Regions from separate parts of the Danio rerio genome. Here region 2 is linked to region 1. A link is a contact called in public Micro-C data. All regions are on one chromosome and are shown on one strand. Each heading gives the region's core, a stretch centred on a gene start, on an enhancer-like site or on the middle of the called end of the contact. The rest is flanking DNA. Distances are from core to core; before and after follow the strand shown.

Evidence for each region. Hi-C and Micro-C count contacts between places; a contact is called where the count stands out from the background.
Region 2: a contact with region 1 is called in a Micro-C map of caudal fin, with 6 times the contacts expected there. The contact joins the promoter of irx1a here to the promoter of irx2a in region 1. A contact is called at or near these places in 7 of 18 Hi-C or Micro-C datasets (caudal fin, embryo, hematopoietic stem cells and 1 more) and 3 of 4 datasets of contacts at active chromatin or transcription factors (caudal fin, embryo and gastrula embryo).

Annotation. Positions count from the first base shown.
Region 1 is chr16:614,750-617,430 of GRCz12tu, reverse strand. irx2a (iroquois homeobox 2a) reads left to right here and starts at 1,327. Exons shown (of 5, transcript NM_201057.1): 1 at 1,327-1,684; 2 at 2,645-2,681. The coding sequence starts at 1,466.
Region 2 is chr16:870,852-873,532 of GRCz12tu, reverse strand. irx1a (iroquois homeobox 1a) reads right to left here and starts at 1,366. Exons shown (of 3, transcript NM_207185.2): 1 at 924-1,366. The coding sequence starts at 1,160. All of the region lies in intron 1 of tars2 (threonyl-tRNA synthetase 2, mitochondrial), which reads right to left.

The DNA.
Region 1 (2,681 bases), core at 78-2,577:
ACATCCTCAAATCATTATTTTATGAGTTATAATTCGCGCGTTGTAAGTTTACTAACAAATACACCTATTTATTTGCAGCTGAATGTGTGTTACAGGTATGCTGAAGACAAACTGGTGCTGTCAGGACTGAAAACTCCTGCGATTACAGGGGAAAAATATGAGGATCTGAGTGATGGAGACACACACCGCCCACCGGCCTGAAGGCGCACTGCTCCCACACACACACACACACACACACACACACACACACTGCAATTAGCCACCATTACAAAGAGGAACACTTTTACACACTGCAGAGATACGACTTACAGTAAATCATTACAAAGGAAACAATTGATTCTGATGGCGGGGTGAAGAAGCGGATGATTGTGTTTACTGTTACAGCTCACTCAACAATGCAATGCAATGTGCACATATAATAATAATAATAATAAATAATAATAATAATAATAATAATAGTAATAATAATAATAGTATTATTATTATTGTTAATAATGATAATAATAATGATAATAATGATAATAATAATAATAATTATTATTATTATTATTATTATTATTATTATTATTATTATTATTATTGTTATTATTATTATTATTATTATTATTATTGCTGTTGTTGTTGCTGTTGTTTTTATTGCTGTTGCTGTTATTATTATTAATGTTATTAATATTAATATTATTATTGTCAATAATATTGTTTTTATAATAATAATAATAATTATTATTATTATTATTATTTTCAGGATTAATGTTTATATGTGTACTAAGACATTTTGAACTCACAAAAAGAATAGCTATTATAAATGTGCATAATTGTTTTTAGACATATATCGTGTGCAATATGTTTTGGAAATGTTTGCATTTGTTTCGGAAAACTTTCACTGACAATTACAAATGCAATCTTAGTGCACACTTAGTTGTCTGCATTGTGCACTACATAGTTGTGATTAAATACAGGCCAACCTGGCGGGGTTTTTACAACAACATAAGAGAGAGAGAGAGAGAGAGAGAGATAAATGACAAATGGGAAAGTGTCATCGTGTCATCCGTCAAGCAAATCAAAAAGAAAGAAAAACGCAGTAGATAAACGCCGGCGAGGACACATGCACGCACGGGCTGCTTTCTGTGCGGGTTTTGTTCCGGAATTGCATTTCACAGCGCGCGCGCACGAGAGGGAGAGAGAGAGAGGGGGCGGGGATGGAATATTCAGATGAGCCGTGATTGACAGCTCCCGTTTCTCCAATGCTCTCAGAAACTCGCCTGCTCCTTCCAGCAACTCTTCACTCTCCACTCCCGAGCACTACAAACAAACGGACGCTAGGGGATCTCCATGACGGCTCTCTGCTGAACGCTCCTCTCGTGCGCGTTTATTTATTTTATTTTATTAGTTCGCGTCCGGTGCGTCAATGCGCTGATTCCATCGATCAGCCCGATTTCGCGTTGTGGAGAGAAGCTGAGTAATAATGTCCTATCCTCAGGGTTACCTCTACCAGCCCCCGGGCTCTCTGGCGCTTTACTCGTGTCCGCTGGCCGCCCCGAGGAGCGAGGATTTGGCCCGGTCATCCTCCGGTTCCGCGTTCAGCCCGTACCCCGGGTCGGCGGCGTTCACAGCCTCCGCCAACGGATTCTCCAGCCCGCTGCCCTACTCCACAGATCCGGCCACGGGATTCCCGTCCTACATGGTACCTTTTCAGAGCCGTTCACTGCGCATTGTTCTTGATAGGAATGCATGAATATTGCATGATTTAGGACGGTTATAGTTTTGGTTGCTGGAGTTGTGTGTGTGTGTGTGTGTGTGCGAGCGTGCGCGCGCGTGTGTGTGTGCGTTTCAAAGGGAAGTTCGTTCGGGTCATGAATACAAATGCTCTGAATAATATATTCATCCGGACGCGATTCTAATAATAAAGTTATTTCGTGTGTGCGGGAATGTCTGAAAGTGCGCTTTTTACACGCGAAACGGCCACACTGCTGTGTGTTAACATTCTTCCAGGCCTACTTTTAGTTTTAGTTAATAGGCCGCGTTCTGTTTTACTTTAGACATTATTGTTTGCGATCTTATTTAAATTATTAGTAAGCAAATTAAATAAAACACCTTTTTTTAAAATAGCGTTATAGAGTTAAATAGCGTTATTTAATCGTCAATTGATGAATTGCCATGCTAATGACATGGCACATGAAAGCGCGTGGAAAAAAAGCCAGTCCATATCCAGTGGTTTTCTAATAGGATTTGTAATGCTGCGCTTCACTGATATGCTTCTGACACTGAAAGAGCACTGGGAAAGTCAGCCTGGTGATTATGCAAAATGGCTGCAATTACCCATTATCTGTTATCCACCCCGGTCCCGTGTAATTGTGCATTCTGATAATTGCGTAGAGGATTAATCGTTGTTTATTGGCTTAATTATTATTAGTATTATATTTCTGGATACACTTTAGAATGGCGATCATTAATGACATTAACTTTATAAAAACGCAGAATGGATCATTGGTTAATTTGCATTTGAATTGTTTTATTATTATTATTATTATTATTCATCCTACATTATTTTTGTTTTAAATTAAGCTATTTATTTTTAAAGTGTTTGCAAAGCAAAAACACAAATACAAGAACATTTGACTGACCCCGAATGTTATTTTTGAAGGGCTCTCCGTATGACGCGCACACTACGGGAATGGCAG
Region 2 (2,681 bases), core at 117-2,616, 260 kb before region 1:
TATGTAATCTTCGGTAAATATGATTATTATAGCATTATTTTGAGTGCGATTTGGTTGAAATTTCATTAAAGGCTCGCCCATGACATACAGGCCTATGATTCTCATCATTATTACTATTATTAATCATGTGTTATACAGCTGCAACAAACATCCAAATATTCCTCAATGTAACAACACATCGAAAACCCACAGGAAAAGCATTCTGCGCTATTTTAAAATAGTTAAATCATGTGTACATTATTATAAAAAAATAAATCCTATGAAGCACAGATTTATACAACACCGGGGATTAATCACAGCTCTCCTTTTGACAAATCTTTCACTGTGTCTCTATTTAAGGGGATTCCAGCGAGATTCTGTTGTTGTGAATCCCCACATTTCATCACTCAAATTTCTTGTATTTATATACATTAAAATAAATGCATATATACACTAGAAAAAGTCACCAAGCAGTTTGGCGAGGGTTTCGAGCCATAATTCGGCTTGACATTATTCCCCTCTGCGAAGCGAAAAGTTCTCGTTTTAAACAATTTCAGTAAATCACTCTGTGACAAAAACAACAATAACAATTGTAACATATTTTAAAGACGCTTTAAATCACATCAATCATGTTAGCTATAACACCCCCGGCACAACAATCCTCCAACTCCAAAATCAAGTCGAAATAAAACTTTTCACACACAATGCTGAAATCGCGATCGGAAAAAACTGTACACATTTCTTAGCTTGTTTATCACATTAAATCCGTAATGCCATTTCAGAATTTGTACTATAAACGTAATAATACAATTCCCAATTTCCCATGCAAGCTATGTTGACCTGCGACGATCACAAATAAATGGAGGGCATACGATTGTGGAATAAAAAAACTATGAAAAGTAGCGGAAAAATGCAAGAACAAGTTAATCTAGAAATGGACTTACCATTTGGGAGAAAAGAGCCAGATCGGCGCTGGTGTAAGGCAGAAAGGCGCTGTAGTTGTGTGCGTACGGGTACATGCCCAACACCGAGGACACCGCAGCGGCGGCCGCAGACGCGCTACCCCCGATCTCAGCGCTCCCTGCGCGGGACGACGGAGTCAGAACTCCCGGTCGGTCGCCTCCGTACACCGCCTGGGAGGCACTTAAATACTGCGGGTAGCCCAGCTGGGGGAAAGACATCTCCTCCGCCACGTCGGAAGCCAAAACCAGGCAAAAAAGCAAATAACCCACCAAAGCGAGAAGTGCAAGAGTTTCTCTCTCTCTCTGAAAAGCGAACGGGAAAGCGCTCGTCTTTAAATCTCAGCTTCTCTTCTGCAGCAAGTCCGTCGGATGTGATCAGATCAACAATTGAGCTCCAACTGATGTCTCTGCCCCTAGGTCCTGGGCTGATCTCTCAGATACAATTTGAAGTTGATGCTTTGATTGGCGTCCCAGGCTCCTCCTCGTTGGCGCATGTGGTTAGTGCATTGGCCAGGGCCACTTTTGCACTGTTTGGAGGATTGTATGTTAAATGTTTAGCATTAGAATCCATTCACTGTAGTGTGACAACCTGTCTACGCGATTTTACAGCTGCCCAGCACTGGGGAAATGAACTGATAGGCACGCGGAACTTATTTGAATGGCTCGTAATTCTTATAAACACGGGAGAATTAAAGCAACACTCGCGATGACACTGATCTTCATAAGGTATTGGCGAGATACAAAGCAAACCGCATTCTCTTTTATTTTGAAGGTGCTTTTAGGATGGTGTACGGGATTATGCACATTTGGTAAAAATTATATTCTGAATTGAATTATTCAAATGAGGCTCTGGCTTTATTGTTTTTGTCGGAGTGAGCTTAAATAATTAAAGATGTGCATACTCTAAACCTCATGCATTGGTTTTGTTTTAATGCATTATATTTTTAAACACCCTGACACAAGAATAGGTTTTAATGCACGAACTTATTACCACAACATCGGCTATAATAATGCGAAAATATTAATTATTTTATTTGCTAAATCAGATTAATTAATTATTCTGATAATCGGTGCAGTAAATGTGTGTCAAATAGACTTTCTCCTCCTTTTCTTCATACTCCCTCTCTCTCTCACACACACGCACGCACGCACTTCTAACCCAGAGGCACTTACAAGCATACACACGGGGGTGGGGGCGTTGGGGACTTTGTATTTATGTTTCATTGTTAAATACTGAACGAGGTGATGTCGTGTATAATCGTGAGCACTTCATTAACATGCACACGAGCGCCATTTAGCTACTACAACCCCCCCAAAATTATTAATACCACTAATAATAGTCATGACAGATAAAGACTTCGCCTGTGGTCTAACAGTTTGCGATTTAATGTGTGTGTGTGGTAACAATAATCTCACTAATCCCACCACATCTTCAGCAAAATACCACCCACTTACAATAATGAGCTGCTTTTGCGTGATGCATGCGAAATATAATTAAAACCCGACGTGTTTATTTTTTTTTCTATTACAATATTTTACAGACTTTGTAATATTTTAGCTACTCTTTGATTATTAATGCAGCATTAATAACTGAGTTAAACATTAAATAAAGCATGCATTTTATTTCTCTTTGTTGCATTATGTAAATCGCATGCGTGCCGAATGAGTGTATATTCTTCTCCTGGTGTGTCCGAGACTCTGCTTCTGTCACGGGGTCGCTTCTAAACTTGTGCTCGCTGA